Linked DNA regions of Mus musculus: all the other regions are linked to region 7. A link is a contact called in public Hi-C, HiCAR-type, HiChIP or PLAC-seq and promoter capture Hi-C data. All regions are on one chromosome and are shown on one strand. Each heading gives the region's core, a stretch centred on a gene start, on an enhancer-like site or on the middle of the called end of the contact. The rest is flanking DNA. Distances are from core to core; before and after follow the strand shown. Region 1 holds the start of Alg12 (asparagine-linked glycosylation 12 (alpha-1,6-mannosyltransferase)). Region 2 holds the start of Pim3 (proviral integration site 3). Region 3 holds the start of Plxnb2 (plexin B2). Region 4 holds the start of Selenoo (selenoprotein O). Region 5 holds the start of Hdac10 (histone deacetylase 10). Region 6 holds the start of Zbed4 (zinc finger, BED type containing 4). Region 7 holds the start of Tbc1d22a (TBC1 domain family, member 22a).

Region 1 (3,095 bases), core at 58-2,557, 2.6 Mb before region 7:
GCCTCTAGCTGCTCCTCCTGCTGCTCCAAGAGTTGGTTGCACTCAAAGTCACTGCTGTCACACAGACCCTCCATGATCTCCAGAAGCCGGATCTCACTGAAACACAATCTGTCAGCACCCCAAAGCACCAGCACCCCAAAGCACCAGTCTGCTCACTTTACACATGTCCCTCCTAGAGACTACTTTAGCGAAGAGGAGAGTCTCTACAACCACAGGCAAGGTTAGTCAGTAAGGGGAGGCTAACCGGGGGGTGTGCAGCGGACCCAGGAATGGTAGGCCCCTCCATCCCTACAGCATGAGAAAGGGAGCTTATTCCATTAGTCAGGGAAGCCAGAAGTCTCTAGGAGGGCGAGGGGCTCCAGTCTGAGTTTCCAAAAGGCCCGTGTGCGTGTGTGTAAAAGCCTTCCAGTGTCTGTGCGCACAGAAGTGGCCGTAGGGAGTGTGGAAACCACAGACCAGTTGAGTGGCCAGAGGCAGGGACGACCATTGACAGGTGTCCACCACCATCGAAGGGGTTCCTCCGTGTGCCGGTGGTCTGCACCGACCCCAAGGTCTGACCACCGATTCACAGACCGCGACCGCACATCCTCGCACTTCTTGGGAACACTCACCTGAATTCGTACTTAGACAGCGTCTTCTCTTCCCACGCCGTGTTGCCGCCACCGAAATTCTTCCTGGCCGTGTTGGCCATCCCCTGTAGTGGAGGTGGCACCAGCTCGATGGGCTACCGTGAACCCCGCCGCCAGCCCCTGCCCCAGCGCCGCTGCCCCGGACCCCGCCGCCCGCCCACCTGGTTGAACTTGTCCACCAGCGTCCGGCATCTCTGGCACATCGTCGGCTTCCGGGAGGCTACGGCCCCGGGCGGCGGCAGCAGCAGCAGCAGCCCGAACGCGGCTGCAAGCAGCAGGTGCATGGCGGGAGGGCTGCCCGGCGACCCACCGAGAACTGCGGCGGAGTCTGAGCCTCCGCCCACCGGCCCGCGCGCCGGCCGTTCCCCGGGCTACTTGACTGCGTCGCCGAGGCCCCGCCCACCTTTCACCCCGCGCGCTTCTATTGGCCGGAGGAATCCCCCTTGCCTGATGTGGACCAATTGAGGCTCGCCACGAGAAGCCACCAATGAGAAGGCCCCGGGTCAGCGTCCCGCGAGAATGAGGCAGAACCGTAATCTTCTATCGGGTCCCCATGCCCCGCCCTCCACGAGTGGCCATCTTTTCTCCGGGCGGGAAGCGCCAGCTGCGGTCGCCAGCCTGGGCAATGGTGGCCATGTCAAGTTCGGGCAAAGACTTGGCTTCCGGGCCCGGTTTCCGCAGCCGGCTTCCTGCCTTGGTCAGTCTGCTCAGTTCCGCGGGGTCCTGCGGAGAGGAGAGGTTAGCGCGCGTCGCCGGGATTGGTGTACTCGGGCGGGAGGTGGCGAAGCTGGGGTTCTCCCGAGCGCGCGTGACGGCCTTTGAGTTCCTCAACCCGGGGATGGACCTGTCACTTAGAGGCTGAGCGTGTCCCTGGGGGCGGGACATCTCGCCCGAGGCCTGGACCGTTCATCCATCCTCCTCACCTGGCGCCCGGAGCTGTCATCCGTAAACAGAGCTCTACATCTGGGTCCTGCTCAGTGTGGTTGAGGGGGCCCCAGTGGTCGACATTTCCTCAGGGGCCTCAGGCAGTGAGTTCACAATGACCTTCCGAACTTTAAGTGACCTGAGGGAGGAGGAGGAGGAGATGTGGACTATGTGTATTTTAAAGAACATCTGATTGTATAAATAGTAACAGTTTAGTCTGGTCTTTGGTTTACAAGTAAGTTCATCTACACCAGCTAACACTTCCAGGTTAAAGCCACAATTTGAACGAATGATTCCCACAGTTCCCTTGGAAGCTTTGGAATCACAATGGACAGGGACGACAGGATCTTTGAAGGGTACCCCCTAATCTGAGATGCCCTCCTCCTCCACGCCACATTTGCGAAGAGTATAGCTTTTAATTTTTTAAAGATTTGTTTATTTTATGTATATGAGTACACACGGTAGCTGTACATAGGGTTGTGAGCCTTCATCTGGTTGTTGGGAGTTGAATTTACGACCTCTGCTTGCTCTGTGCATCAGATCTCATTACAGGTGGTTGTGAGCCACCATGTGGTTGCTGGGATTTGAACTCAGGACCTTCAGAAGAGCAGTATAGCTTTTTGGAGCTTGGCTCCTGGAGCTTAGCCATTAGCATCTCTTCTTCCCTGCAGCTGCCCCCATTCCTGTGATAGGTGTTTTGTTTTGTTTTTTTTTTTGGTTTTTTGAGACAGGGTTTCTCTGTATAGCTCTGGCTGTCCTGGAACTCACTCTGTAGACCAGGCTGGCCTCGAACTCAGAAATCCGCCTGTCTCTGCCTCCCAAGTGCTGGGATTAAAGGCGTGCGCCACCACGCCCGGCTGATAAGTTGTTTTTATGTACTGGTGAATAACTCCCTTGTATTGTTTCTGCTCCTGGTTGAGCGGTCCAGCTCACCCTGGTCTCCTGTTGTCTTTGAAAATAGCTAGCCGGGCGGTGGTGATGCACACCTTTGATCCCAGCACTTGGGAGACAGAGGCAGGCGGATTTCTGAGTTCAAGGCCAGCCTGGTCTACAGAGTGAGTTCCAGGACAGCCAGGGCTACACAGAGAAACCTTGTCTCGAAAGAAACAAAAAAACAAAAAAGAAAGAAAATAGCTGCTGTTGGTCCTCAGCAGAACACACACCCCTTTGTGGCTGTGAGGAAGGAGGAGGATCGGGTGAGTTCTGTGGGTAATAGCCCACCCTAAAGCTTGGGTTTCCTTCAAAGGTCTGCAGAGCAGATAGTTGAAGCAGCGAAGTTGGAGTCCCTGAAGCAACGCATCTCGCACTGCTGCCTCCCTCGATGGCTTGGCCTCTTCCCCATCCTTTTCAATACCAAGGATGGCCTTGAACTTCTAGTCCTCTTGCCTCTTACCCCCTAGGTGCTGGGATACACACATATATTTACATACCTGGGGTTTATCCGGTTCTGGGGACCGAACCCAGGGCTTCAGGCTCTTAACAAGTTACCCAGGTTGACCTAGACCTCTTGTTTCTCCTGTCTCAGCCTCCCAAGTACTGGAA
Region 2 (3,027 bases), core at 66-2,565, 2.6 Mb before region 7:
CGAGCCGAAGTCGATGAGCTTCAGCTCTCCCGAGCGCAGGTCCACCAGCAGGTTCTCGTCCTTGATGTCGCGGTGCACGACCCCACAATTGTGGCAGTGCCGCACAGCGGCAAGCACCTGCGCGAAGAAGCGACGCGCCAGCGGCTCGTCCAGGGCGCCTCGTTCAGTGATGAAGTCGAAGAGGTCCTGTGCCGGCTCGGGTCGCTCCAGCACCAACAAGAAGCCGTCGGGCCGCTCGAACCAGTCCAGCAAGCGGATGACGCCGCGCGCGCCGCCCGCCGCGCCCACCTTGCGCAGCAGCACCACCTCCAGGGGCACGGCCACTCCGCCCTGGGGGACAAGGCGGTCATCGGACAAAGCCAAGGCAACCCACACCCGCATGCCCCGCACCCGCACGCCCCGCACCCGCATACTTACGAGACTGCCCCACTCGGTCACCCGCTCCTTCACCACGTGCTTCACAGCCACCTGCGGGGAAAAGAGGGGGCGACACGCGAGCGGTCAGACGGGCGGCCGAGCGTGGCGATCGTCCACGCGGGTGCGCCCGGAGCCACGACTCACCGGGAGTCCGTCGGCGATGCGGCTGCCCGCGTAGACCGTGCCGAAGCCGCCGCTGCCCAGCACGGCGCCCACCTGGTACACCTTCTCGAAGCTCTCCTTGTCAGCCTTGGCTGTGGGACAAACAATCGGGTTGATGATGACCCAAAGCCACCCCCCGGCCCCCGCCCAGGCCCCCTCCCTGGTCCCCACACATACCTGGCTGTAGGATCTTCACTGGGAGGTGGTCCACGCCGCCAGGCCCGCAGAGGTGCGCCAGGGAGCCGAACTTGGACAGCAGCATCGCGGGTGGCCTCGCGTGCGGTGCCGCCTCTGACCCGTCCGGCAAGGACGCGGGAGGGCGGTCTTCCTGACCGCAGACAGCGCGGCGGATCCCACGGCCCCGAGGCCGAGCGCTCAGCGGGGCAGCCGCGCGGCGCAGTTGCCCGGTGGCCGCGCGAAAGCGCGTAGACGGCAGCTGGCCGAGCAGCTCACACGCCCCGGCCGCCTCGCCCCGGGGTTTTGGACCACGGAGATGTGTATCCTTCCGCGGAGGCGGGGCCGCCTGAAGCTCCGCCTCCTTCCGCCCGAGGCTCGCTTTGCGGTGTGGCTGTTTTGAGTCTCGCAGGGCGGTGCTGGGGAAGCCGGACGCTCCCTGTCGTTTCACCAAGGGCTGGTGGCGCGCGGGGACGACGACCCGTCCGGACTAGCTTGCCGTAGTAGAGTCGCGGAGGTGCACGGCGTTCCGCGGCTTTCACGGCGCTCTCACCCGCCCTGCGCACGCGCAGCTCGCGCGCGGGCGGCGGCCCCCTTATGTCTCCGGCAGCGCGGGCGGGGCCGCATAAGCCAATGAAAATCGAGGTTTTGAAAGGACACGGGGACTCAGCCAATGGCAGCGTAGGGCGGGGCCTTCCGAGCCTCGCCCCCCAGGCCGCGCTGAGGAAGGTCACTCTCCGGCTCCGCGAGTTACGCGTGTTGTTCCCTCGTTCTTCGTGGGCGTTTGTGGCTGGGGGTGTGCGAGGAGTCGGCCCCCTCTGAGAAGCGGAAGTCCGGGAGGACAGTCGTGCGGCCCTGAGGCCTACGCTGACACTAGCTCTGTGTGCGTCACCCGCTGCTCGCGCGCCACGATGCGCACGTGGCTGGGCGACAGAGAAAGCATTGCCCTCAGACCTCTCAACCCAGCCTCAGCTCCCTGGAGCACACCTTGAGTGTTCGCCCATCAGCTAGGCTCAGATCTCATGCTCCTAGCTGGGTACTTATGAGAGCCTCCTAAACCCTAGATCCTCCCTCCTGGGAACTTGTCCCTCTGCTCTAAGGCCATCTGACAAAGTGTCCCTTTAGCTGCTCACAACTACCAAAGGTCCTTTGTTGATGACTATTATGCCCATAGTTCCGTCCTGAGCAGCTCAAGTAGACACAGCCTACAGCAGTCTCCCTGTGTCCTTTTTACCTATACCTTAAGACACCAGTGAAATTAGACTCAACTGTTGTTGACCCCTGGCTAAGTCACTGACCCAAGAGCAACCCAGGACTTGGAGTTGTCATCTGTCATAGCTGGGTGAGAATGAGTTGAGAGCCATTGCTCCCTGGACTTCAGTTTGATGTCTAAACGATTCAACTGTCGTTCCTGAACTGCTACTACTTGGGGGATCTGGAGCCTGGCTTCCCACTGGCTTATCCATGTTCCTCCACTAACACCGCAATCCACACTTTCTCTCTCTGGAACCTTTCTGAGGCGCCTACTGCCTTGACACTATTTGGGGCCCACCTGGTTTCCTCACCCCCTTTCTGTCTTTGTGGCCTAGACCCTCAACAGTCTGGACACACTCAGGCCCTCGGAATAGGTCTCAGGTTCTTGGAGCTCTGTCTGGCTGTCTCCTAACATGCTTTCCAGGAGCTGACCACATCTGCCAAGAACAAAGCTTTCCATACCAGCTATCAGCAGGGTTTACAGGGTACCTGCTCAGGTGTGGGGGAGGGGCGGGGGTTGTCTGCCTGTGGGTGCTTTCAAAGGACCAGCTAAGAACCCAACAGGGCCTGTGCTCCTCCTGGCCAGGACAATCTGGTTGTATTGGACCCCAGTCTTTCGGGAGAGGGAGGGAGGGATCCTTGAGAACTGTCTAGGTGGGTAGTAAATTCAATGGTGAAGAATGGCTGGGGTTCCCTGGTGTCTCCCTAGAGACCCTCACCCAGCATGTGACCAGGCTGGCCTCAAACCCATAGAGATCCTCCTGCCTCTGCCTCCCCAGTTCTGGGATTAAAAGTGTGTACCAGCACCAACCGGCTCCCAAGTGATTTTCTTTTCTTTTTTTTTTTCTCTCCTGTTTGTTTGTTTTTTAAGACAGGGTTTCTTTGTGTTGTCCTGGAACTTGCTCTGTAGACCAGGCTGACCTTGAACTCAGTGATCCACCAGCCTTTCCCTCCTTAGTGCTGGGATTAAAGATGTGTTCCACCACCACCTGGTTCCCAAGTGAATTTCTAAGCGGGTTC
Region 3 (3,028 bases), core at 154-2,653, 3.0 Mb before region 7:
ATACAAAGTTTGCAGCTGTGTTACTGGATATTTTAGAGTTGTGTGTGTGTGTTGGGGGCCGTAGTGTTGAAATCACTGAATATTTTGGAGTCTCTTGTATGTGGGGGGAGGGGGCGGGGTTGCTGGTGGAGGGGAGAAGGTGATTCAACCAAGCCTGGCTGCTTGAGATGGGGCAAGTTCAACTTCCTTAAAGAAACAGTGAAGTCCTCAGATTTGTGAAGTTTTCAGGTTGGGGAAGACATAAGAATTGGGGCAGATCTCCAAAGCTGGGGAGATGTTGTTCCAAGCTGGCTCAGTCAGTCACGGGCACCCCAAAAGGCTCTCCACAGAGATGCCAGAGGAAATAGGAGGAAGTAGGCAGACGGTATTCAAGGAGGGCAAATCTGGAGGCTGGCGAGATGGCTCAGGGGGTAAGAGACTGCTCTTCCACAGGTCCCGAGTTCAAATTCCAGCAACCACATGGTGGCTCACAACCACCCGTAGTGAGATCTGACGCCCTCTTGTGGTGTGTCAGAAGACCGATACAGTGTACTTATGTATAATAATAAATCTTTGGGCCTGAGCGAGCAGAGATCCTAAGAATTCAATTCATAACAACCACATGAAGGCTCACAGCTAGAGTGTACTCACATACATAAAATGAATAAATAAATACATCTTTAGTTTTTTTTGTTTTAAAAAGGAGAGCAAATCTGGGGTGGAAGAGACAGCTATTCCAGGGTAGACATGAATGAGCTGGGGTTTGGGGACTAGTTCCAAACCTTGTCCTGAGATCGCCACCACAACTTCAAGGCCTGAAGTAGGAACCCTACGGTACTGTCCTACCCTATAGACATTTTGGGGGTCGGTAAGGCCAAGGGGCCGGGAAGGAGAGTAGAACATTCCATAAGGAGAACAGAGCGGCTAGGATTTGGAAGAAAGAATCAAGGTTCAGCAGCCCTCACCCTCGGGAACGGGATGAGCGCGTGGTCCCGCCTGTTGCCAATGGTGGTGCGGTTCCTTGCGCCCCGCCCATCTCCAAGAAGACACTTGAGGCCTCGATCTGGCCCAGGCGAAGCCACCCACTGGTGCCGGGCCGCGTGCGCCATTCAGTTCGGCCTGGGGCACTCCCGGGGTTGTGCCCAGCCTGAGCGAACTCCTCTGATGACGGGGCAGTGGGAGGTGCGGGGGAACTGGTGCCAGGAGACGAGACTGCAGCAGGCAGGGAGCGCGGATTGCTACTGGGCGCGAATCTCCAAGCAAAGCGGTGTGCATAAGTGGCTCTGAGCCGAGGGAAACGCGGGGTACGCTAGGGACGCCAGCCGCCCCTCCTTCCCACCCTCTACCCCTTAGTCTCGTCCCTCCCTCTCGCCCGCCCCTGTCCTCCCCGCCCTCCTTCTCCCCTGGCGGGGGCGGGGCCGGCGGCTCCCGCGCGCTCCGGCCCCTCCTCGGCCACACAAAGGCCCGTCTCCATGGCAGCCGCGCGGGCCGGAGCGCAACGCAGAGCGCGGCCCCGGCGCCATCGAACGACGGCTGCGGAGGAGCAGGTACGGCACTCGGGGACGGGAACTGTGGGGGCGTCGCGCAGGCCCAGGCTTCGCCGTCTCCGCCACTCGGCCTCGGCCTGCGCCCCCGGACGCGGGGGTCTTAGGGCAGTGCCGCTGCGCGGAGGGCGACGCGGGCCTGCGTCTTTGCCCCGCGTCTGTCTGTCTTTCCAATCGGCTGGGCCTGGCTGTTCCTGCCTCCCCGATTGGCGACGAGGCCCTCAGCGCTGGGATGCTGGGAGACTGTCCTGGCAGGCAGGGTTCCCACGACCCGGTGGAGCTGCACCCGACCCGGTGTAGTTTCAAACCCTCCTTCACGGCCGGCGTCCCTACCGAATCGATGGACCAGAGCAAGTCATCTCTGTCGTGCTGGACCTCCAGGCCCCAGTTCTCAAGCTAAGCTTGCTCAGACGCTGGGCTCTGCTGGGGCTTTTTACAGGGGTGCTCAACCAAAGCAGTGCCCACACCTTCTGGGACAGGGAACAAGAGCCAGAGAGAACTAACACTCAGTAGTAGTACCTGGTGAGGCCCCACGCCTCCCGGCAAGATCTCCGCAAGTTTCTAGTGTAGTTCGTTGTTGTGGTGTTTGGAGAGACACTTAGGATTCAGAGGGCTTAGAACTTGTGGGTGCTTTTACACAGTCCAGTCCTTCACTTCCATATACCTTCTTAAGGGAGATTCATTGCTTCCTCTGTTTCCTGCTGTGTGGCAGGTTTGTGTGTGGGTGGGTCCTTTCTATCTGGGGTCTTCTGAGCCTAAGAATCCTAGAGTTTCTGGCCACGTCACTTAATTCCTTTTTCTAGTTCCTTGGAGAAGGCAGGAAGGGAGATCGGATTATGGCCACCATGGTGGTGGTGGTCAGAACTGTAGCTGAAGCCAGGTCCCAAAGCCAGTGTCACGTTCTGATGAACGGAGGCCCTCGGGGGCCCTCATTTGCCTTGGGGAGTGCCCCCCTCTAACGTCTCTCTTCAATTTGTATTGATGATTTTAAAGCTGAATTTCTCAGACTGCTCACAAACACCTAGAGGGTGGGAGCTGTCAGCCTGATCCCACACCCGGATGCTGTCTTGGAACATAGGGAATGTCATCAGAAAGTTGGACTGTCGCTAGCATGAGTCCTTGCTCTTTGGTCAGGAGGTGAAGTTCCTAGGAAGGTAGAGCCAACGCGTGAGTTGTTTTGTGGAATGTGCCAAACCTTATTGTGTTGTATGGAAATTGCTCGAGAAGACTAATCACCAGGTAGACTACAGAGCCTCGGCCACCTAGTCGCTCACACCCTCCCATGGAAGTGGGGAGGCCTGAGGACTGGCCAGAGGTTTCTAGCCCCAGGATCTGAGGGAAGTTACTTAGAAAAACAAGAGTTTGGAATGTGAGTTCCCCCCTCCCCCACGGGCTGCCTGCCAAGGAGGAATTATTTTGGATTATCCAGCCGAGTCCAGCGAGTCCAGCTACCCAAAGAGCAGGCTGAAGCAGAAGGGGAGGCTGAAGCAGCCATGGGAGAGGGA
Region 4 (2,874 bases), core at 290-2,789, 2.9 Mb before region 7:
ATCTATAACGGGATCTGATGCCCCCCTTCTGGTTTTTCTTTTTAAAGAGTTCCTTGGGGCTAGAGAGATGGCTCAGTGGTTAAGAGCACTGACTACTCTTCCATAGAACCCAGGTTCAATTCCCAGCACCCACATGGCAGCTCACAATTGTAACTCCTGTTCCAGGGGTTCAACTCTCACACATGCAGGCAAAACACCACTGTACAAAAAAAGGGGGGGGGGGAGGAGGAGGAGGAGGAAGAAGAGTTGTTCCTTTGGGCCTGTATGGTTTTGGATCCACGACTGTATTGGACACTTGTGGTACTCTCCATTGGAAAACAAGAACTATCCACTCGTGTGTGTGGGTGGGTGGGTGCATGTGTGCGCGCGCACGATTAGAACTGACAGGCTTGGGAGAATGGTCACAGAGAAGGTGGGTATAAGAACGGATTGTGCCCACAGTCCCTAGACAGTGCGTAGAGTCTGCTAGAGGCTGGGCAAGTTGAGGAAGCATACTGTTTAAGTATGGTTCCAGATAATAGGTCTGGATACCAGCCCAATGCATTGCTTCTGAAAACTAGACTCTGGGCAAGATGTTCAGCAAACAGTATCATTCGGGGAACTGGTTCCAAAGTCCGCGTTGTGTTTCTGAAAACACATCGGACAGCCATTAGAGGTGTGTCCCCTCCACCTGACAGAATTGGCAGATGGAGAGAGATCTCTCTGAGTGTCAGCCAGAGAGTAAGCCCGTTCTTGCCACTCGGCCCTTCCCTGCCAGTTTCTTTGTCTTCCTCCACCTAGGTCCTAACCATTCATGGAGTTTGGACGTAGGGCTGTCCCTACCCGGGCGAAAGCGCCACTGGGCACCTTCCCTTTTCACCCACGCGCGCAGAAGGGTGTCGCCTCCGGGAAGTTCTCCGGGAGTTCCGCACCTGGAGAAGGGCGTGGGGCCGGCGCCTTTGAGCTGCAGCTCCCAGCGCTCGCCGGCCGCTGTGCACACCTCGCCCAGGTACATGGCGGCACCGTCGCCCAACTGCCCAGCGAACTGACCGAACTGGTGTCCACAGTAGCAGTGCGCGGCGGGCTCGGTGCCCGGCAGCAGCGCATTGCCGCTGAAGAAGAGCGCAGCTTCGGCCTCGACCTCGGCCTCCTCGCTGGCCTCGAGCCCCAGCAAGGCCAGCGCGGGCTCTGACAGCGCCACCAGGCGCGGCCGCCGTAGCGGGGCCGGCCGCGCACGGCTGAAGCAGGCTCCGGGCACCGGCCGCGGGGTGGCCAGGGAGTCCTCCGGCCCAGGCGGCGGCGTCTCCACCGGCAGCTCACGCAGGGCGCGGTTGTCAAAGCGCAGCCCTGCCAGCCAACGCGGCGTGGGCTCCATAGCTGCAGCCCAGGCGGACCGGGGCGCGGACGACGGAAGCGCGAGACCGACGCACCGTGGCCGGGTTCGGGCAACCGCGAGCGAGGCCCCGACCGCGGCCCTGACAGAGGCCATTCGCCGCCTCGCCGGAAGCCTGCTCGCCCCGACCGGAAGTTTTCCCCCACCCAGTTAGGGGCTGGTGGGAGGCACGCCCAGAAGCTTGGTTCTGATTGGTCGCCTCTCGTTTGTCCACTTCCAGGCTACGAGCCGTCGCAGAGGGTGGACCTAAGATGCTGTTTAACTTCTGGCACCTGTGCACCAGGCCAGCCGAGGTCCGAAGCTCCCACCCAGGTGACATATGCCAGACTGGACTACTCCAAGTGTGCCTACAGGCTGAGTGATGTCCCTAAAAAACTACCAGGCCCCCTCACCCCTTAACTAGAGGTGAAGCCAAGGCCATTCCCTGGGTGCTGTGGGTTTGAGTGGTACTGTCCATCACATGCATAGAAACAGACATGGAATCTTTTGACTGTTTTATTCAGACAGCTAACAATCTAAGACAGTAGTTTAGCATCCTAAAGATGTGTCTTTCATCTCCTCTTTATCCAGCCGATTATATAGGTAAGTAAACAAAGCCAGGCAGTCATTTCAAAGTTTACTCTCGCCTCTCTGGTCAATCTTGTCTTAGATTTATGGTGCTGATGCTTTGCTCTCCATCATCTCCTCTCTGTAGCAGGGTTTGCAAACACTAAGAACCCGAGTCCTGCATCAGCTGTTTATATGACACTATTAACGTGTGTGTGTGTGTGTGTGTGTGTAGATCCCTTTTTAAAATAAAGTACAAATATGTTTTTATAATGTGGAATATGCAGTGCCCTGCCACTAGGACAATTTTTCCTCATCTGTTCTGTCCAGAGAAGGGCCAGAAGTCCTGGTAATATTCTTGGGATCCATGGGCTAGGTGGGAATTGGCCACCCAAGATTTGCTACAGGAATAATTTGGCTGGGCAATGGTTCCAGCTGGGATTCTGAGCCTATCTGAAACCTGGCTCTGCATGCATGCTAGGTCCTCTGTCCCCAAGTCCTTCCCTATTGGTGCCTCAAGTTGTATTTCCCTTGTACACAGCATCTCTCCCTGAAGTGATAGCATTTCCTTCTCTCTCCATTCTGTGCCTGTCACTTGCAATCTAGGTGGCTATGGATCTTGGTGGTGGAGAGGTAGGCAGCATCCAGTGCTCAGGAAAACCTGTTAGTTTCAAACAGGAGACTCTGAGCACAAATGCACGCATTCCTTCCTGGCAGTCTTTCTCCTTTTCAGCCTTTCTTCAGTTCTACACCTCAAGAATTCATCTCTGGAAATTTTCCTAGGGCCATAGTGGGCTTCTAAAACTACAATGAGGCCAGATGTGGTGGCACATGCCTTTGATCCCAGCACTTGGGAGGCAGAGGCAGGTGGATCTGAGTTCACGGCCAGCCTGGTCTACAGAGCGAGTTCCAGGACAGCCAGGGCTACACAGAGAAACCTTCTCAACAAAACAAAA
Region 5 (3,028 bases), core at 247-2,746, 2.9 Mb before region 7:
CTGGCAGCCTCCCTGAACCCATACTGTCATCTGCAAGCCATTAGACACGAGACCACACTTGGGCTGGTTAGATGGTCCATGTTCTTCCTCATGTCCCAAGGACAGGTGCGACAGGGCAGGACATAAGGGTGAGGTCTTTCATTCCCTTCATTTGACAAGTTCTGGGCAAATACACTTTGCCCAGTCTAATCTTGTCAGAGGAGATGCCATGACCATGGCTCCACTGCCTGAATCCCCTTGTGATAACCATGGTCCAAGGCTTCAAATACTTCACCCAGTTACAGAGGTGTGGCTCAGTTCATGCCCTACCCCACAATATACATAAACCAGGGTAGTTAATTGGCTTTTAGAAGATGGAGAAGCTTTGGGCTCCTCCAAAATCCTTGCCTGAACTCCCAACTCCTGAGTATGGCAGAGGGCACCTACTTCTAACCACTCCAGGGCTCTTTGGTTTCCCCTGTACATGATAGTTGTATGTGTTCCTATCACAGACGTCAGCGGCAGCCTTGCCCCCTTCCCCTCATCATCCTGGGGGTGTGTCTTGTCCCTTCCCCCCATCTTGAGGCATCTGTAATGCCAACACTCATTTCGGAACTGGAGACAAGGCTGGACTATGGAAATGTGTGTGTGTATATATATATATATGTATATACATATATATGTATATATACATGTATGTATATATGTGTATGTATATATGTGTGTATATATCTGTGTGTGTTTATTTGTGTGTGTGTATATATATATACATATATACATACAAACATACATATATATATATATATATATATATATATATATATATATATATATATGTATAGTCTTAGCTGGTATTTGAGCTCATGTCTCCTTTGTTCCTCCTTTCCTAAGGCCCCCTTCCCTGCTTCCTCACCCTTCCTTGCTCAGAACCCTCTACCCTTCCTAGCCTCACACTGTGCTGCAGTTTTCCTGGCTGGCCTGGCGTCTTATATAACTCTTCTATTCCAGTGGCCTCTTTCTTACCTGTGGCCTTTCTGTCAGTCCCTTCTGGAAGTTCAGTGCTTTGATCCAGCCCAGGCCAGCCCCCGCAGGCACTCACATACACACCCTGCTCACTTCTCTCCTCTCCATCTTTCACCTGCGGGAGCAGGCAAATTGGTTGTGATTGACAGTTGGCATTTCTGACTCTGTGGCCTAAACTACCAGGTTAGGCTAGGAGGATGCTGGGGGCAAGAAGGAAGCATAGCTGCGGCTGTAGCTATGGATGGCCTGAGGACAGGCAGCCCTGTCTTCCTATCCATTTCAAGAAGGACACTGGAGGCGGTACTGGTCGTAGGCTCCGCGCCACACGTAGTTGTCGGTGGCACTGAAGTTGCAGCCTAAGAGAAAGAGACAATGAGAGAAAGAGAGGCAGAGAGAGAAAGACACACAGAGCGCGCGCAATCCCAGGGGAGCTCAGCCTTTTGGTCTACTCCACCCTAATCTCGCCTAGGGGCGGGCCGGAGTCTGTAAAAGAGGAAGCCGGAAGTTAGGCGTTTGGCGTCACGCTTAGTTCAGTTTCCAGCGGTTCTCTTCTGACAATCGGGCGGGCTTGAGCCCGGACCTGGGCCTGGGGTGGTTTCCTCTTGCCCAGGTCCAGCGTGCACAACCCAGTTCGTCCCGAGTGAGGATTGTTTACGTGCATAGTTAGGTGAGACCGGGCAGTGCAATTACCTGCCGGCAGAGGGCGTGTTGCGTTAGAGCGGATCAAAGTGACCACGGTGTAGCTATGGGCACAGCACTTGTGTACCACGAGGACATGACAGCCACTCGACTGCTCTGGGATGAGTAAGTGTGTCTTGACAGAAGTAGGGGGCCGGGAGGGAACCCTGAACACTGAGATCCTTGTCTGCTCCAGCCCCGAGTGCGAAATTGAGTGCCCAGAGCGCCTGACAGCTGCCCTGGATGGCCTGCGGCAGCGTGGCCTGGAAGAAAGGTGCCTGTGTTTGTCAGCTTGTGAGGCATCAGAGGAAGAGTTGGGCTTGGTGCACAGGTCAGACTATGACAGATCTGGGGACCCGAACCTTTTATAGCTCCGCTAGCATTCCCTTGGGTTCACCGTGGTGTGGGCTAAAAGGGATTACTGGGTGGGCACTCCCACCAGGAATCTCTGCTCCTTTCCTTCCTGTCCTGCTGGTGGCCCGCCTGCTGATCTGCAGCCCGGAATATATAGCCCTGGTGCAGAAGACCCAGACCCTGGATAAAGAGGAGCTCCACGCACTGTCTAAGCAGTACAATGCTGTCTACTTTCACCCGGTGCGAGCCAGCATACACGCCCATTCACCCAGATTTATGTCCATATGCCTGCCTAGGTGCATTCACACCCAAGTCTGCTCACCTGCCAGTGTCTCCTTGTTTATGCTTTATGACCGTACCCTACCATGTTTTGCTTGCCAATGCCCCAGCCCTGTCTGCTCAGCAGTGGGAAACCTGCAACCTGGGACAAGCAGGTCAGGTCCCAGGCTCAATTGCACTCTGGCTCACAGGACACCTTTCACTGTGCCCGGCTGGCAGCGGGGGCTGCACTGCAGCTGGTCGATGCTGTGCTAACAGGAGCTGTGCACAATGGGCTTGCCCTGGTGAGGTGAGAACCACCTTCCTCCCCTAGCTGTCTGTGTGTGACCCTGTGAGGGGACAGAATGACTCTGACATGCCCGGTGTTTCCTTTTTTTTTTTTTACACCCTAGGCCTCCAGGGCACCACAGTCAGAGGGCAGCTGCCAATGGATTCTGTGTGTTCAACAATGTGGCTCTAGCAGCCAAACATGCCAAGCAGAAATATGGGCTGCAGAGGTGTGTCCAAGCTTGACCTGCAAGTGTGGGGGACCCAAACTAAATAGGAAGAGGTGGAGTTGGTGGTTAAGAGGTCCCACCCAGCTCCCTCCACTCCTGGCTGAGCTCCTAGCCTAAAGGTGGAAAGGCAGCCACTTCCAGTAATCCCCAGTACTGTCCGAATTTAGGATTCTCATTGTCGACTGGGATGTCCACCATGGCCAGGGCATCCAGTATAT
Region 6 (3,092 bases), core at 298-2,797, 2.5 Mb before region 7:
TCTGACATCCTCACACAGACAGACATGCAAGCAGAACACCAAAGCACACCCAATTAGTAAATAATTTTCAAAAATTATTTTGAAGAAGAAAAACGGAGTCCCTCTTCTGGGGCTAGAGAGATGGCTCCTCTTGAGATGATTAAGAACAGTTCCAGAGGGCCTGGGTTCAATTCCATTCAGTCACAGGCAGCTTACAACCGAAACTGTAACTCTAGTTATAGGGGATTCAACATTCCCTCAGAGACATACTTGTAGGTGAAACACCAATGAACATTAAAAATAAGAGATTAAAAAAAGTTCCCTCTTCCAAAATATGTCTAGGTTTGTGTAAATTGATGAAAACCTATCAGCACACTGAGACTTTGAAACTTCCTAAAGATTCAAAAAAATTTTTAACTAGATCTTCTCATGAAAATAAAAGCCACACAAAAAGTCTATATAAAAATTTATATAGAAAAAAGTTTATATAGATTACAGAAAGCATGCACCAATGTCTTCATGCACAAGCCACTCCCTCAGGGTGTAGAGCCAAACTTGTAGCTTCTCAATTCTGCTTAGCATGGAATTAATTCGTGCCTTGCAACTACGTTTATTCAGAGTACTAAAAAAAAAAAAAAAAAAAAAAAAACTCAAAACTAAAATTTCCCTGGTCTTATTAATTTTTATCACCACGATATAAAGGGGAAAATTTCTTTCTTCCTACCAAGTCACAAGAATGTACTTGCCTTGGCTGACTGGCTTTACGAAGCCAGAAGGCACAAGTGTCCTTTTAAAAACTACACTTAATCTTATCCTAATTAACTTCAAAAACAAATGACTTCCCTTTTTACAAACGCCAGAACCGCGACAGCCGCTCCTCCTGAGGCTCGGCGCTGCAGGGACTTGAAAAGACGCGCTGGAGCCTCGTGAGAACCTCCAGACGGAGAGCGAGGACCCGCAGCCATCCCGGGCAGAAGCGAGTGGGTCGCACCAAAAAGGACAAAAGGAACAAAAAATGACGGCAGGTACTGCGACCGTGAAGACGCTACGGAGCCAAAGCGTTGAGTTAAGTTTCGTTAAGCCTCCGCGGTCAGACCCAGACGCACACGCTTCAAGCTAGGCAGGCACCAAGAAGCGTGACACCGACCCGTGTCACCGCCGTGCCGCCTGCCTGCGCCCCTTCCTGGACACGCGCGCCCACCGGCACCGGCTTGGGGGACGCCACGACGTGGCGGGAGCCCGGCACCTGACGAAAGGTCCCACGGGGCGTCCCGCGGTCGCTCCCCTCCGCGGCCTGGGCCCGCCCGCGGCGCGAGGCGCAGCTGTCAGAGGCCGGGCCGGGCTGGGCCGGGCCGGGCGCAGTCTCGGGACACAGCCTCCACCCGGCCCGCCGCGCACGGACAATGGCGCGGTTCCCCAACCCCTGCGCGGCGCCGGCCGTCGAAGACGCCACTGGAGCGTCCCGCGCGCACTCACCTGAGGCGCCGGCTCCGCGCTGCGCTGCGCGGGCCCGCGGGCTGCGAACAGCGCGACGGGCGCGCCCATTCATTAGCCGCTTTGTCTGCCCCCGCCGCCCCTCCCGCCGCCCCAGCCCCGCCGCCCGCGACGCCGCCGGACGCTGCGCCCCTCCCAGGGCCCCGCGCGGGTCGGGGGCGGGGCCCGGGGCGGGGCTGTCGTGCGCAAGCGCAGTCCGTGCGCACCTGCCCCGCCTTGGGGGGGGATGCCTAGAGTACGGCTGGATGGGCCCCGGCTAGGCAAACGGGGCGGAGCTACGAAGACTACGCAGGCGCAGTTTCCCCTCGCCCCATCTCCGGAGGTCAGGTTACTCCGGCGCAGTCTCACACACACGAGGTCTGGTCGCTGGCCTCCTCCGTCAAACTACGCAAGCGCGGTCTGGCGCACCTGCCCTGTCGGGCGTTCGGTCCGAAGACTACGCAGGCGCAGTCGCCACGGCGGTTGGTTGGAATTGCTGCGCGTTTGAGAAGCGCGCGTTCTCAGTGGTTTCTTCTTAGGGCTTGGCCGTTAGGGTGGTCCTGCGCTCTCAACGGCTGGCCGCGGAGCTTCCGGGCTTGTGGTCAAGGCGGGCGCCTTCTCCGGGGGCGTTGCGCGCAACCACTTTCAGTAGCCCTTGGGTGGAGGCTAGACACAGCAGGTGCTAGCTGCTCAGGGCCTGGGGCCATGTTTGGGTAAAAGAAATAAGGAGCTGAACATTGAACGCCCCAGTTCAGATGCCTGTGCGGACCATGTAATTTCTGCAGGTGGAATTTATCCCAGAGGTCCTTCTCTGATGACACTTTAGACCACAGCTTGTTCTCTTATGCGGGAGTTCTGTCCTACGCCCATCTCCTGTTCTGCGTGTTTAGGAGTTTCCTTCTGTGATTGAGGTGGTGGTGGTGCGGTCGGGGGAGGCGTCGAGTGCTGATGTCACACCTTGCTTACCCTGATTCACCATCACTGGTCAATGGACATGGTTTGGGATTCTGTGTCTTTAAGTTCAAGGGAAGGTGGTTGGGCTGCCAGTGCACTGCTGGTGGAAGTCATCATTGGTGTGGAACCCTGAGCCTGGCTTCTGTCTTCTTCGCCTTCCATTCAGGGAAGCTGATGTTTGTGGTGGAGGTGGTGGCTCCATATGAGACTCAATGGGGAACAGCAGAAAGACCTGGGTGGAGGTCCTCAGCTAGCAGGTTCCCGTAGGGTACAGAAGTTTTTTCCCAGTAACCTTCCTCTCCTTGTTATGCCCCTCGTACCCTACACCCCAGAGGAAAGAGAACATCTGCCTTCATGAAGGATTTCCGAAGCCCCAGGAGAACTGTTGAGACATGGGTTCTTGAGCTATAGAGCTAAGGGGTAGCGCCTAGAACAAGTAAAGTAGCTAGGAGAGAGTTTGAGCTTTAGCTTAGGATGTCTCAGCCCAGCCGGAAAGTCTTGACGAGCTTCCATTTGTTTATACAGAAGCACCTGCACAAACTCTTCACCTGGAGATGGCCCCTCTGTGCTCCTAGCCCTGCACAGGCTGTGCAGGGGAAGAAGGAAAACGGGAAGTAGAAGACAATGAGGGTGCTTGCCTGGAGCGCACGGAGCAGGCTTACCCTTCTGGAACTTGAATAGTGTCA
Region 7 (3,052 bases), core at 259-2,758:
AGAAGGAGAAGGAGAAGGAGAAGGAGAAGGAGAAGGAGAAGGAGAAGGAGAAGGAGGAGAAGAAGAAGAAGAAGAAGAAGGAGGAGGAGGAGGAGGAGGAGGAGGAGGAGGAGGAGGAGGAGGAAGAAGAAGAACTGAGTCTCGAGATGTGAAGGCAACAACAGAAGTCACACTGCCACATGCTTCTGTTTATCTGGCACTAGGCTCAACGTGTTTATCCCTGTCACAGTAGGACCTTCTACTCATCATAAACTATAATAATAGCTTTTATAAAAGTTCTTAACTATTCAAGCAAGCCCAGTCCAGGTCCTGTAAAAAATACAGTGTCTGGGTACCTCTGAGGACTTCCTCCATCTCCCAAGTCACTGTGGCCCAGCAGTCAGTAACCCGTGCCAAGCCCCAGCCACTTTGAAAAGCACATTTTGTGGTTGAATACAGTGGATATCCGAGTTTACAAATTTAACATTCACACAATGGTGTCTCTTAGGAAGCACAGGAAGACAGACCATTTTCCGAGCTCACGAATGGTTCTACTTAAGTTACCTCAATGTCAAAACCTTCAGGACTGGAGAGGTGGCTAATGTTAGAATCTTAAATTTCATATCTGAGACTTTGGCTAGAAAACAGAATAAACTATGTTTGAAATCTTGTGATGGAGTTTTCTGAAATACATTTCCGGGTACTGTCTCTTCACTCCCTAAGACCTAGAGAGGCATCAGGCCACATAACCAATCACAGAAGGACTTTGGAGCTCGATAGCTTCCAGACTGCACCCAGGTGTTTTTATTATTATTCTGTGTTTCCTGTTGCTGTCAAAAGACCGGTGTCCAGAGGCCAGAAGGTGGGACCACAGAAATTCACAAGGCGCTTCCACGCTCAAAGGAAAAGCATCAGCCCACATGTGACAGACGAAAACCCAAGTGCTCAAACCACTATGCACCCCGAAGAGACCGACCTCCCCTGCAGGCACTGCCTCTCCCTGGCCAGTTTCCTGACTCAACCAAACTCTCCAGGGCATGACCTGGGTCAGTTTCTTCCAGCTTCCCCAGGGAGTCATGGAGTTTCGCAGGAGAGAACCTGCCTGCCAGGCTCTGGAAGCACTTGGGGCAGCTCCTCGTCCTCCTTGCTCATTGGTACGGCCACTGTCACCTTTCATTTCCCACACGCCCACTGCCGACCCCGACTCCCCTAGCCCCTCACATAGCCCAACAGTCTCCTAGGAGCCAGGTTCTCCTCCCCAGACTCCTACGCCACCCGCACTGCAACGGGACAGCACGGCCACCTGACCTCTGACCCCTGACCCCGACCGGGTCCTCCCCGTCACACCCACCTGCCCGGGACCTTGCTGTTGCTGCGCTTCCAGAACTGCTTCCTGGCCCCGTCGCTGGCCATGGCCGCTCCTCATCCCTCAGATCCGCAACCCTGACACCCGAGAGCGGTCGGCCACACCTCCAGCGGCCCTCTCCTGTGCCCCGGCGGCCCCCTCAGAGACACCAGGACTCCGAAGCGTAGAGCCGAGAGGCGCTTCCGCCTCCGTCCGGAAGTTGTGACTCGGCGATTCCGGAAGTCCCGCCTTCGTTTCGGGCAGTGCTTGACGCCATGAGAAGGCGACGCTGGGATATGTGCGTGGCTGTAGCGCAGGGAGGAAAGCGGAGTCTGCGAGCTGCGTATGTTCTGGCGGCGCTGAGAGCGCTCGGGTCGAGCGGCACGGACTGAGGTCTCTGGATCCCGGCCTCTGATCCCCGGCCATGAACTCCGGAGCCGCGTGCGTCTGGGGTCCGAGTCGGTCTTATTTGCTCGCAGCCAACCAGCAAGTACCGAGAACCAGAAGGAGCACAGGCAGATCGGGACCCTGCTGCGGGCGGACAGGCGAGCGGGAGGATGGAGAGCTTCTCCCGCTGTAGTGTGGTCCAAGCCTCATCGCCAGGGCATTGACCCCGGATCAGTAAACACTGCACAGTGAGGTGAAGGAAGCGACTTCCACCGGAGCACATCTGAAGCGATGGCGGGGATCTGCCTGGGCTTCAGCTGAAAAACGAATAGGCACGGAGACACGAAGACTTCATCTTGCCGGCGCTTGCGTGCTTCCAAGACCGCAGTAAAGTGTGCTTAATTGTAAGATACATTCAAGATCCAAAAATCTTAATACGGAAATGTTAATTATAAGTTTACATTAAATGATACTTTATATATATTGGGTTCTGTAGAATATATTGTTATGTTTACTTTCACTTTTTGCTGTGTAGTGTAGCTACTTGAAATTACTTACGTGATTGGTGTAAAATTTCTATGATCTTAGACTCAAGGGTGAGAGGCTGGCATCTCAGGCCGGAGCTTTAGTGAAACACTGGTAATGCCAACTTGTGGCCTTTACTACTGAGAAACATATTCACGACAGCTGTCTCGTGCACTTTTTCTGCTTTTGATATGGTCTTCCTGTTTAACCCAGGCCCTGACTATATTCTCAAGACCCAGACTTCTAGACATATTGAAAGTGGTGTTGGGTTAGCACATGGTGGATGCAAGAAATCACACTAAAGAACCTTATATAGCTTAGCCCAGTTGTATGCCAGACTTATCCTCAGTACTCAGAGCAGGGTCAATGGCCTAGAGCCCTGTATCTCAACTTTGTTCCCATTCTTTAAGAGTAAAGCCTTCTGCAGCTCCTTTTAGACTGCAGCAGCTACCTGACTCCACTTTGACTCTGCAGAAAGGGGTGGCACCTGTTCCTCTTCATTTCCTGCACAGCCGGAGCCTTAGGAACTGAAATAGTACATCCCAAATGTTTGCTGTCTGGATGACAATACCGGGCTCTCTAGGAATCCCTTTTGACACAAGCATAGAAACTTCAGGAAATACCAGGGACAATGTCAACAGGTCCTAGGTGACCCCTTCAGGCACAACTTATGGAACATAGCCTTGGCTTCTCCTTGGAATCCTACTTCTAATAATCCTTAGAATTTGAGAGACCTAGCAAAACTAAGATTAATAATCATGTCCTAGCACTGCCTCGAGAGCTCTTTGAAATAAAACTTTAGTGGTACATAGCTAT

The links. Promoter capture Hi-C pulls out the DNA fragments that hold promoters and counts their contacts. A called contact is a pair of places that touch in the nucleus more often than the background predicts. HiCAR-type assays count read pairs that join an accessible place to other places. HiChIP or PLAC-seq counts read pairs in DNA pulled down with a chosen protein or histone mark. Capture Hi-C pulls out chosen DNA fragments and counts their contacts.
Region 1: a contact with region 7 is called in a promoter capture Hi-C map of 3T3-L1-derived adipocytes, with 6 times the contacts expected there. The contact joins the promoter of Alg12 here to the promoter of Tbc1d22a in region 7. A contact is called at or near these places in 5 of 39 promoter capture datasets (3T3-L1-derived adipocytes, the C10 cell line, cranial neural crest and 2 more), 2 of 115 datasets of contacts at active chromatin or transcription factors (astrocytes and large pre-B cells) and 1 of 9 other capture datasets (embryonic stem cells).
Region 2: a contact with region 7 is called in an H3K27ac HiChIP or PLAC-seq map of acute myeloid leukemia, with 21 times the contacts expected there. The contact joins the promoter of Pim3 here to the promoter of Tbc1d22a in region 7. A contact is called at or near these places in 3 of 39 promoter capture datasets (the C10 cell line, embryonic stem cells and hippocampal neurons), 5 of 115 datasets of contacts at active chromatin or transcription factors (acute myeloid leukemia, astrocytes, epiblast stem cells and 2 more) and 1 of 9 other capture datasets (embryonic stem cells).
Region 3: a HiCAR-type map of astrocytes shows a contact between it and region 7, with 4 times the contacts expected there. The contact joins the promoter of Plxnb2 here to the promoter of Tbc1d22a in region 7.
Region 4: a promoter capture Hi-C map of liver shows a contact between it and region 7, with 3 times the contacts expected there. The contact joins the promoter of Selenoo here to the promoter of Tbc1d22a in region 7. A contact is called at or near these places in 1 of 115 datasets of contacts at active chromatin or transcription factors (large pre-B cells) and 1 of 9 other capture datasets (liver).
Region 5: a contact with region 7 is called in a Hi-C map of B cells, with 5 read pairs. The contact joins the promoter of Hdac10 here to the promoter of Tbc1d22a in region 7. A contact is called at or near these places in 3 of 39 promoter capture datasets (cranial neural crest, embryonic stem cells and pre-B cells) and 1 of 484 Hi-C or Micro-C datasets (B cells).
Region 6: a contact with region 7 is called in an H3K27ac HiChIP or PLAC-seq map of acute myeloid leukemia, with 11 times the contacts expected there. The contact joins the promoter of Zbed4 here to the promoter of Tbc1d22a in region 7. A contact is called at or near these places in 7 of 39 promoter capture datasets (the 3T3-L1 cell line, the C10 cell line, the HPC-7 cell line and 4 more), 7 of 115 datasets of contacts at active chromatin or transcription factors (the 230-238 cell line, the SCID.adh cell line, acute myeloid leukemia and 4 more) and 1 of 9 other capture datasets (embryonic stem cells).

What each region holds. Positions count from the first base shown.
Region 1 is chr15:88,817,530-88,820,624 of GRCm38.p6, reverse strand. It overlaps Alg12 (asparagine-linked glycosylation 12 (alpha-1,6-mannosyltransferase)), which reads left to right and starts at 1,307. Exons shown (of 10, transcript NM_001142357.1): 1 at 1,307-1,367. Creld2 (cysteine-rich with EGF-like domains 2) reads right to left here and starts at 979. Exons shown (of 10, transcript NM_029720.2): 1 at 791-979; 2 at 612-694; 3 at 1-96. The coding sequence starts at 913.
Region 2 is chr15:88,860,482-88,863,508 of GRCm38.p6, reverse strand. Pim3 (proviral integration site 3) reads right to left here and starts at 1,315. Exons shown (of 6, transcript NM_145478.2): 1 at 757-1,315; 2 at 562-671; 3 at 418-468; 4 at 1-330. The coding sequence starts at 841. Gm33049 reads right to left here. Exons shown (of 3, transcript XM_006521646.3): 3 at 1,003-1,676. The coding sequence ends at 1,029.
Region 3 is chr15:89,179,163-89,182,190 of GRCm38.p6, reverse strand. Plxnb2 (plexin B2) reads left to right here and starts at 1,403. Exons shown (of 38, transcript NM_138749.3): 1 at 1,403-1,526.
Region 4 is chr15:89,087,703-89,090,576 of GRCm38.p6, reverse strand. Selenoo (selenoprotein O) reads right to left here and starts at 1,539. Exons shown (of 9, transcript NM_027905.3): 1 at 912-1,539. The coding sequence starts at 1,468.
Region 5 is chr15:89,127,168-89,130,195 of GRCm38.p6, reverse strand. It overlaps Hdac10 (histone deacetylase 10), which reads left to right and starts at 1,496. Exons shown (of 20, transcript NM_199198.2): 1 at 1,496-1,806; 2 at 1,877-2,011; 3 at 2,178-2,274; 4 at 2,505-2,602; 5 at 2,706-2,810; 6 at 2,978-3,028. The coding sequence starts at 1,748. It overlaps Gm46530 (a long non-coding RNA gene), which reads right to left and starts at 1,657. Exons shown (of 2, transcript XR_001781738.2): 1 at 1,003-1,657.
Region 6 is chr15:88,750,166-88,753,257 of GRCm38.p6, reverse strand. It overlaps Zbed4 (zinc finger, BED type containing 4), which reads right to left and starts at 1,547. Exons shown (of 3, transcript NM_181412.3): 1 at 1,456-1,547.
Region 7 is chr15:86,212,915-86,215,966 of GRCm38.p6, reverse strand. It overlaps Tbc1d22a (TBC1 domain family, member 22a), which reads right to left and starts at 1,508. Exons shown (of 13, transcript NM_145476.2): 1 at 1,331-1,508. The coding sequence starts at 1,392.